Linked DNA regions of Sus scrofa: regions 2 and 3 are each linked to region 1. Evidence: chromatin contacts called from public HiChIP or PLAC-seq data. All regions are on one chromosome and are shown on one strand. The core of a region is the stretch at or near the end of the contact, and the rest is flanking DNA. Distances in the headings are between cores, read along the strand shown. Region 1 has its middle 24 kb from the start of RREB1. Region 2 has its middle 140 kb from the start of LY86. Region 3 has its middle 180 kb from the start of RREB1.

Evidence for each region. HiChIP or PLAC-seq counts read pairs in DNA pulled down with a chosen protein or histone mark.
Region 2: an H3K27ac HiChIP or PLAC-seq map of skeletal muscle shows a contact between it and region 1, with 5 times the contacts expected there. The contact joins two enhancer-like sites. A contact is called at or near these places in 1 of 47 Hi-C or Micro-C datasets (embryonic fibroblasts) and 2 of 2 datasets of contacts at active chromatin or transcription factors (alveolar macrophages and skeletal muscle).
Region 3: an H3K27ac HiChIP or PLAC-seq map of skeletal muscle shows a contact between it and region 1. The contact joins two enhancer-like sites. A contact is called at or near these places in 2 of 2 datasets of contacts at active chromatin or transcription factors (alveolar macrophages and skeletal muscle).

What each region holds. Positions count from the first base shown.
Region 1 is chr7:4,486,358-4,489,665 of Sscrofa11.1, reverse strand. No RefSeq gene overlaps it. Among named protein-coding and RNA genes, the nearest start is that of RREB1, 24 kb to the left of the region's middle. Within about 2 kb of position 1,830, at least 26 of the 83 cell types and tissues checked have an H3K27ac peak or open chromatin away from gene starts, as enhancers often do. A contact at or near this core is called in skeletal muscle, where this site is marked.
Region 2 is chr7:4,244,717-4,248,024 of Sscrofa11.1, reverse strand. No RefSeq gene overlaps it. Among named protein-coding and RNA genes, the nearest start is that of LY86, 140 kb to the right of the region's middle. Within about 2 kb of position 1,529, at least 16 of the 83 cell types and tissues checked have an H3K27ac peak or open chromatin away from gene starts, as enhancers often do. A contact at or near this core is called in skeletal muscle, where this site is marked.
Region 3 is chr7:4,331,718-4,335,025 of Sscrofa11.1, reverse strand. No RefSeq gene overlaps it. Among named protein-coding and RNA genes, the nearest start is that of RREB1, 180 kb to the left of the region's middle. Within about 2 kb of position 1,840, at least 13 of the 83 cell types and tissues checked have an H3K27ac peak or open chromatin away from gene starts, as enhancers often do. A contact at or near this core is called in skeletal muscle, where this site is marked.

The sequences.
Region 1 (3,308 bases), core at 581-3,080:
CACCTGTGGCTGGGGACATGGGCTGCACACCAGCCAGCCCCAGAACAAGTGACTAAGGGCAGGGTCATGGTGGCTTCTCAGGCCTCAGATGACTCAAATCAGAGTGGCACATGGGACACCACAGGAAACTGAGTGCTGGCCCTATAAAACGGCAGAGCCATTTCCTTATCGCGGTCTCCGCACTCAGAATTTTTTTTACAAAAGTAATTTACAAAGGGCAAAGTTCTCAGCCCTCAGAACTCCTGGGGTTTGGCCCTGCGGGTGCCAGCGGAATCCTTCCTGGTGCCACAGGCCTTCTGGTGGGGCTCCTGGTGGGACTGCAGAGGATGACGTAGCGCCAGAAACCAGAGGCTGAACGAGGCCAACGCAAAGGTCTGATATGAGGACCGCTTCAACAGTTGGAGCTCCGGGCCCAGGGATTATTTTGAGAACTCAATTTAGCTGGAGTCAAACATGTCAATGTGTAACTTGTCTAATTTAAGTCACCTGTCCCCAAGCCCGGTCCCATTCAGCCCCTCCTGCATTGTGCGCTGGGACAAAGATCCAAGCACACTTTTCTTTTTAAAACCTGGTCCAGTGGCTCTCGGAAGCTGTCTTTAGTCTTCTAAAGACTCTCTGGCCACCTACCGGATTTTTTCAGCGTGAGGGCTGGGCAGAAAAAGAGCAAGTCACTCCCCTTGTTCAAAGGAAATCAAGGAGCGTGGCTAGTCAGACTTTGCCACTAAGTACCCCCAGGGATTTGCAAGAGAATAGCTCAGACACAGGCTGCACAACCCTCCTCTCAAGGAAAAAGCCACTTATTCTCCTACCAAAAGCGTGGAGCAGGAGGGTGGCACCCCAAAGTTTCTACGACATCTTTATCCTGGCACAAGGAGGGAAAAAGAAAGGTGACAAAATTCAAGTACCTTGGCTGATTTTTTTTCTAAGTTACCAGGAGGAAAAAGGTTTAAACGGCTTGCCAGTTTTTTTACATATAAAAAGGATAATCAGCTACATTCACGTTCTCACAAACAGCTCTAATCTTCTAAATGAGTTCTGTGTAAGGTGCTTCCTTCAAACCGAAGTCATTTTGATTAATAAAGAGATGTTAAAAAAAACAAAAAACACCCACCCTTTAAAAAAAAAAACAACCCTAAAAAAAAAAACAAAACCAAAAAAAAGAGCATTCTGTCAGATGTGGCCCTTGAGATCAGAGAGCAAAGTTAGGGAAAAAGAAAAAAATCGAAGTTACGACTCATTCAGGAAGCGCACACTGAAAGTGAAAGATTCATTGATGAGTTTTTAACTCTCAGACCGTGTGGCAGAAGAGAAGCAGGTTCAAGGTGGAGGCTGGGAAAGGCCGGGCTGTGCTGGGAACTGCTGAGTTGTTCCAGCAAGTTCGGTCACAGTTGGGTATAACGGGGTCTACAAATGACAATGTCTCAAAACCAGGTCAGGGTTGGAGAGGCGCTGGTAGTTATGGGACTGCGGCTCAGGTGCTAATCCTGGCAGGTGCTGCGGCCTCGAAAGAGGAGGCCTGCAGAGATGGTTTCAAATGCTTGCGGGGACTGATGGCTCTGCTACACGCATGGGCGCACCTAACTCACAGTCCTCCTGCGTTGGAGGCGGCTGGGGTCAGAGAGATGTGACCGCTGAACATCCAAAGCTGCATGAAGCTGGGACTTGTCCTCAGGCCCCCCCCCCCCCGCCCCGCCCCCCGGCTCCCAGGGCTGAGAAATCTCCCTGCTTGAAACCTGAAAGGTCACAGCAGTCGGAAAGCCCTTGACAAGGTGCTCACAGCAGCCAGAAAGCCCTTGGCAAGGCCACGTGGCTGTGCGAGCACCTCCAGGGGCTGCTGCGTCATCAGGAGGCGGGGCCATCAGGAGGCGGGGCCAGGCTGCAGGTTCCCGGAGGCGCCCCCCCCACGCCAGGCTCCCTGGGGGTCTGGTGACAGCCCGTCCCTAGATAACAGAAGTCGGGGGAAGAGGAGATGGCACTTCAGTGGCCAGCAGGCTGGGGTGCAAACAGGCACAGACGCTTCCCCAAGTCTCCCCCTGCCTCCCTTCCACCTCCCGCCTCTCTAAGCTTTCCGGGAACTCGAGTTGCTGGATGCCTGGCTGGTCCTGCCCTACCATGTTCTAAGCAGCTGAGGACACCCCCACAGGCAGGCTCTTCTTAGCTTTCTGAATGCTGAGGGTAGGTAGGGGTGTCAGAGCCACAAAAATCTGTGCTGGAAACAGGTCTGGATGGTTAAGCTGGATACAAAAGAAAGTTAATGTGTCCCAAGAGCCCTGACTCAATCCTGAGCCACGGGGTCGGCGGGTGGAGGCGGATGTATGCTCCCATTTTGCAAAAGGTTGAATCCCCCCAGTTCTCATTTGAGCACCTCTGTTAACACCAGCGGGGTCCCTCCAACAGCTGGGCCCCTACTTGAAATAAGGATTCAGACTCTCTTTAAAGGCGCTGACGTTAAAGCAGACCAACAAAAGGAACTTGCTCGCCGAACTGCCCGGGTCTGCTGAATGCCATGAGGACAGGAAGTGAGAGGGCTAGAAAGGCCAGGTGGCAGAAAGATGCTGGCAGCCCATCTTCCAAGATGCTAGCTGAAAACACACCCAGCTGTGAAGCCCTGACTGAAATGGCCCTTCTTTCTTTCCCAAAGGCAAACGAAGACACCTGGGTCGAGAAAGTGGAGACGGGCCCCCGATGTAACCGCAGGGGCGAGAGTTAGCCGTGGTTAGGAGAGCGGCTGGATGAAAGAGGACGCTGTCCTGAGCACAGAGGTACTGTTTCCCTGCTGCACCGGAGTGCACCAAAGCGCCACCAAGCTAACAGGACAAAGGTTAAGGACAGCTGATAAGCAGGCCAGGAGATGGAGGCCAAGAGGGCCGCAGCTTTGCATCGCTGGGGAGCGGGGCAGGCAGGAATGTGAGAAGGCGAAAGAGCCCGGGCACAGCAAGCCGGCTTGGGGGGGGGGCGCTAATTATAGCAAGTCATTTTTCAGGGGAAGAAACCTTCCAGGGGAAAGTGGTCCAGAGGCACATTTTGAATTCAGACATCGGATCAGTGGCTGTTCCCCATGCACAGGCGCCCGTGACCAGCTACCTCTGAACACGTCCTCAGGTGCCCGATGATGATGGGGGTTTCAAATTATAGAACGATGAGCACAGTATGCAACTCAGAAATCTGGCCAGCAGAGGCCCCGATTCCATCCTGAAGTGACGACTCTCTGTGGCCGCGTGTGCACGTGTGCTTCCCCACTTAGAAGAGACTTAGTCCCTGTTCCCGAGGCTTCGGAAAGATTCCAGACTCGTGCACAGTTTCTAGAC
Region 2 (3,308 bases), core at 280-2,779, 240 kb after region 1:
GAGGTCTGGGTTTTCCAGAAGTTCTACGAAAGTCGGCACAGCTTTCTTGGGGCCGGCCTCGCCTTGGTGATGAAGCAGCAAAACCTGAGCCAAAGGCGAGCTGGGCAGAGGGTGACTTTGCTAAAGCCGATGCTGCTTTCTCACTGTGGACGTGAGTGCCCAGGCCCCCAAACCACAGAGGACCCCATGGACAGAGACCGCCTACCAGCTCCCCTGAGTGTCTTTTCCACTCCAGTTTCCCCCGCCTAACACTGGGAAGCCAAAGTCATTTATTCCTGGGCAAAACAAAAACAAACAAACAAAAAACTCATTAAAAATGCTTTTCCTGGAGTTCCCTGGCAGCCTAGCAGGTTAAGGGTCTGGTGTTGTCACTGCAGTGGCTCCGGTTGCTGGTGTGATAGGGGTTCAATCCCTGAGCCAGGAACTTCCGAGGGATCATGGCCACGGCCAAGAAAAAAAAATGCTTTTCCTGTCAAAGAAATAAGAACCATTATTCTTTAGGAAGCTGACTTTTACACTTTGTGAAAAAGTCAAAGTCATACCAGCACTGGATTCTTTCCTTTTGAGCCATCAAACTCCTAGAGCAGGTGTTTAGATCTGAGGGACGACGGTCAGGAGCCTCGCCCGCCCATGGGCAGTTGACCTGCCTCTGGTGTACTATTTACGTTCAGGTAAACAATGCCTTTTCATTTTTCCACTGTCGGCAGGATAGTCCAAGGATCAGATCACCCTAAACGGTGATCTGGCACATGATTGGCCGCAGAGGACGAACTCACGTGTCGTGCTTTTTTTCCCGGAGGCAGCGGTAATGAGGAGGATTAGAATAGGGTTGGGTTAAATTCAGCTTCCGCTATAGATAGCCCAAAGATTTCGTGGGATAGGCTTGTAAAAATCCATTTGTTGTTTATCTGAAAATCTCATTTAATTGGGCACCCTGTACTTTTAAAATTTGCTAGATCTGGTTGGCTAGTCGGGTTAGAGCTGGAAAGTCTTCACTGGACAGCATCCTAGCATCCTGCATCCTGAGAGATTCCCAGCATGCTCTCTGTTCCATTTTGTTTGGCTTGCACCTCTAGATGAGCCCGCGGTTCTTGTGGCTGCTGCCTCCGTCCCCATGAGAAAGACGGAAAAATGAGTTTGTAAGGATCTCTCTGATCCTCAGTGAATACCTTATATGAATGAAGTTATCACTTTAAATGAACCCCGTCAGCGGCCCTTGTTACCTCAACTCCTAACATCTGCCTTCAGGCCATGAGGGCCGGGGGGCGGAAGGGTGGCAGAGGGTGGGAGGGGAAAATCTGGAAGATGCAATGATTAGACCCACTCTCCCCTCCGCTGTTCTAGAATAGCTCTAGCGGCAAAGAAGAAACGCGGCATCGCCGAGGGATATCTTCTGCTCTGAGCGATGCTTCTGCTCCTGGCAAAGTTTTCAATGTGCTTCCTTCCCGGGTGTCCCGGTCTATTGTTTTCAGCTGGGCTCCGCACGGAGCTGGAGCGCTGAGTCTCCTTCTATAAACTGACCCCTGGTGGTTGCTATAGCAACTGCAAAGGGAGCGCCCTGAGCTGGGTAAACAAGGCTGATTCCCAGGGCTGGGCCGGGGGAGTCCCGTGTGCCTGAGAAGGGGTTTCTGGGGCGAGTCGGAAAGGCTGCAGGACAGCCCCCCTCATTCCCTCCCCGCCCACTGCCCCACCCCTCTCGCTCCCCCTCCCCCCTCCCTCCCTCCTCCCTCCTTCCTCGCCTTCCCTTTGCCCTCTCCCCTCCCACCAGACCAGGATGTGGGAGGGAAGCGTGCAGGGGCCTGCCTTTGACGCCGGGGAGCTGAACACCGTACCCCTGAAACGACATCTAAACGTTCCCCTAGAGCCCTAGGCTAGAGATGTGCCAATCTGACCCTGACAAACCAACCACCTGTGTCGCTGCCACACCTGCTTCAGGCCCGAGCTGCCGTGGGTGATGCGGGCCGGGGCTTCGCGGCCTCGGCGGCGCTCTGGGGTAATCCCGCAGGCGGAACCCGAGACAGAAGCGCAAGGTTTCTGAGGCCTGCGTGGCTCGCCTGAGGCTTTTTCCTGTTTTGGAAGGAATGATGGCGAAAGACATGTGGTACCTAAGAGGGCTGTGCCTCTGACCCTCAACACAGACACACGCAGCACACATCTGCACACACGTGCATGCACATGCAACACACATGCACACACACGTACACCCATACACACCCACACAAACAATACACACATGTACACATGTACACAGAGATACATAGTAACATATACATGCATACATATACATGTACACACATGCACACATGAATACACATGTACACACACAAGTACCTACACGCATATGAACACAATACACATGCATACACACGCACACATACGCATGAATACACTCACATGCAGACACATCAATACATAATACAGGTGTGTACACAAACATACACACTTCCATATACATCCATAATATATAGGCAGGTATATACATATTCATATACATGCAAACGCACATACACCTGCTGGCAGGAAGCCTTCCGCATGTAACAGCAGAGGGTGTATCTTCAGTTTTCTCTGGTTAGTTCTCTCCTGCCCTCATCCAGTTGAAAGTTTTGTATGTTAATATGAACTCTGTGGCGCATCTCACACCACGACTTGCCTGGAGGCCTCCTAAAAAGTTCCTCCACACGGATGGATTGAGGGGAAATCTGGATTTTATATTTTTCACAGGCCAGTACAGGTTTTCATTTTTTTCTATAAAAATCAGTATTTCTGGAGTTCCCATTGTGGCTCAGTGGTTAACAAATCCGACTAGGAACCATGAGGTTGCGGGTTCGATCTGTGACCTCGCTCAGTGGGTTAAGGATCCTGCGTTGCTGTGGCTGTGGTGTAGGCCGGCGGCTACAGGTCTGATGTGACCCCTAGCCTGGGAACCTCCATATGCCACGGGTGTGGCCTGAGAAAGACAAAAAAAGACAAAAAAAATTCAATATTTCTCAATTTCCCTGATGGGAAGTCTAGTATAAAGAACTATATTTACTTTTATAAGAATTGTTTTTATGGGATTCTTAATTTTCTAAAGTGTTCACACAATAGAATCTATTATTTCATTAGCTCCTTATAGTGAGCTCCAGAATCATATAGGGAAATTGATTGTACCTCTAATCAGTTCTTCAGATGAGGAAACTGATATATGAGAGATTAGATATGACTATATTACAGGGATATTAGCGCTTAAAACTTTGGATATAAAAGAAATTATCAAGGTCTGAGTTGGCAGTATTACTAAGGTGTCTTTCTGTATTTATATGACTCTA
Region 3 (3,308 bases), core at 591-3,090, 150 kb after region 1:
CTCCAGTGATACAGTCAGCTTTCAATTCGTTATTCTTAATCCCTAACACTGTGTTCAAGCGACCTTTACTCTGGTGAGGGGACGCCCGCTCCCGACTTGAAATCAAGAGCGTGGTGTTCAAAGAGCGCGCAGCCGGCTGGAGCTGGGCAAGCTCTCCTTGCTCTCCGTGCAGCGCCCCAGGGCTTGCAGCCCTGCGCCCGTGTCACCCCCATTCTCCTCTTCTGTGCGCCGGGCACCTTCTCATCCCTCCAGACCCAGCTCCGAGATCAGCTTCTTTAAGATGCTTCCGTGCCTCTCTGCTTAAGTATCTGGTGTGTGTGCTTCCCAGCGGTCCGTGTGTGAGTGTGGATCTCCATGAGGAGGTGGTGTCCTCTCTTCCAGACGAGGAAGCTGGGGCTTCTAGATGTTCAGTGATCCTGTACAGGACCCCAGCTAGGAGAGGGTCGAGCTGGGACTGAGAAACTGAGCCAGTGGGTCGCAGGTCCCTGGCGCCTTGGTGGGCTAAGGATCTGGCATTGTCACTGCCGTGGCTCGGATTTGATCCCTGCCCTGGAACTTCTGATGGGTGCCTCATACACGTTTACTACTGATGCAACGAAGGTATTTCCTTCGGCATCTTAAGAAAGAGGATTAACCGGCATTAACGATCGCTAAACCGTCCTCCATGGTAACATTGCTACGTATCAAGCAGTGATCCGTGGCCTGCGTTGGGCTAGCTCAAAGTGGACATAGCGAAAAAAAAAAAAAAAAAAAAAAAAAAAAAAAAAAAAAAAAAAAAAAAAAAAAAAAAAAAAAAAAAAGCAGTAGACCGATGGCCTCTTGGGGTCTGGAAAGGGAGGAGGAAACGAAGAATCTCTGAGTGTTTCCATCTCTGTCAAAGGTGACATTGCCAACACTCTGGCTGCTGCAAAATCTCTTCCTCCCTGGGGAGGAGAGGTTTCACCAGCCTCTGATGTAATCGCCTAATGCACCCCTCAGATGACTTGAGTTCCAGGCCTTTCCGTCCCTTTCTCTTGGTCTGGTGGCTCAGACAAACAACTGGCTGTTCATTTGGTTTCGTTAGAACCGAGCTGCTGGGGAGAGGGAGGGTGGGCCGTATGCTGGACCAGAAGATGGCAGTCACTGGAAGACCTCGTCTTTTGCTCGAAGCGTTAGGCATTGGCTCCCTGGTTTGTAAACCAGTTCCCTGGTGGACGTGGTTGGCACGAATTCTCCAGCCCCAGCTCACGTCTGGGTGAGCCAGACTTGGCTGCGCTTCTGCATGAGAAAGGCCTTCGTTAAGACGGAGCCCACGATCGTCCTACCGGGTGCCGTGGGATTGCGGCCGGATCTGCGGGCTCCCCTCTGCTCCTTGGGGTGCGCATCTGAGCAGACGTCCCGCTGAAACAGCCTCCTTCACGGTAGCGTCTTAGATTTGAAGGAATCTTTGCAGTCATCTAGTCCAATCTCGTTCTGCCATTAAGCTCCCACAAGTGCTCATCTAGCCTGGCACTGAACCTACTTCCTCCAAGCTGACTCATTTTTGCTTCGCTCTAGTGGCTGAAATTTGCTTTTCCTTTTACATTAAGGGGGCATTTTTGGGCCTCTCAGCTCATTTCTCTAGAGCTACGCAGAATCTGCATGAAAACCCTTTGAATATTAGATTGGCAGCGATTATATAGAACATGTAAACGTTTTTTAAATGACGGATTGTCTTCTCTTTAACCATTTAAGGACGGTTTACTTGGAGACAAGAACTCGATTGGGCAGCTTTGCATTGCAGGCCGATCGTCTGGCCGGGACAAGAACGGAGCTGATGCCGAGCGTCCTTAACTGTTCATTACGTGGCGACTGTCCAGCGCCGGGAAGGTCTGGAGATTTTGCAGAGTTAACAAGTTAGCCTGTGACAGCTTCAGGGCCGCCGGCAAAGGGTATGAGACTTGGGGATGAGAGTCAGAGGACAGTTTAATGCTTGTAGTGATGGCAGTAGCCAGGGTGTCATCGTGTTCTTGTGCCGGGCCCCCAAGCCCCAGCCCACAGGGTGGGCAGAGAGGGCCAGGGGGGCCCTCTGCACGCAGTGGAGCAAGACACAGGACAGCAGCCGGGTGTAGGAAACCCCAGCTTTTTATAATGGGCTCTACACTACCTGCAACCTTAGCCTGGGGACAGACCACCTCTGGTACTAGACGGCAAACAAGCCAGCCCTGTGCTCCAGCGGGAGACGCCCCCTCTGTCTTCGAAGGCCGGTCTCTGTGCAGACATCCTTGGAAGGACAAGCGGGAGCGAGGGCAGTCCCTGCCTCTGCCTGCGACACCAGCAGAGACAGAACAGACCCACGGAGGGTCGCCTCCCAGGAGCAGCTTCCTTTGACGTCACCCCTGGCACACGAATCTCCAGCTTATCTGCCAGCTGTGCCCATGTCCTCCACCTCGCACCAAACCGAAAGCTCAGGCCGAACGATACGGGGGCAAGGATGGAGGTGCGAGGTGGTCAGGGCCTGTGTTTTCCCGCCGAGTTTTGTTCAGAGCCTCCTTCCCCGCGTTCTTTTCACACGGGTCCAGGAGACTCTGCCTTCCTCACAGGCTCCCCGGTGCGGCCGAGGTTGCCCAGGGCTCAGTGGAGAGGAAGGCTGAGCATCGCGGGTGGGGGGGCTTCAGAAGGCGTCATGGGGAGGTGCCAGGTCCGCCAGCATTTTGCTTCCGGCGGTGTGTTAAAGACAACGGGCAAGAAGGATGCTGCTTTCCCTGAAGGGCCTGCGGATGGGGCTCTGAGGACCATTTCACGTCAGTACTGAATCTGCATCCAGGGCTCGCTGCCCCAAAGCTCCACGCATCCGCTCTACTCCTGGTTTTTTGTTAGCCATCCTCTTTTCAGATGGAGACCCTGAGGCCGGCCCCGCAGGGCTCTCTGCATTCCAAGGTCGCAGAGACCTGGGACAGCCTGGGCTGGCGAAGGCCTCCCGACCGGCCCTGTAAGCCTCTCTCGGGAGCGGGGCGGGAGCTCATGAGATTAACACTGCAGGGGCCCAGCCGTGAGACCTGGAGCAGCTCAATCGCCAGGCACGCTGGTGAATAACAGGAATCTCTATCATCCTTTCCGTCAGAAAGCATTTATTTTAAACCCCTTGGCGAGCTCACGGGGTGAGCTGGCCTGTCACACACCATCACATGGCATGGAAACTGGCAATTAAATTTAGCAACCCACCTCGGCAAATCCAGGCCAGCCTGGGAGGAGCCAGGAGTCTTCACTCCCAAATCAGGAGGTTTCCAGAGAAAGGGAAGCAGGGCTCGGTGGGTTACGCTGAATTAGGAGCACCTGTTCCCATCGAT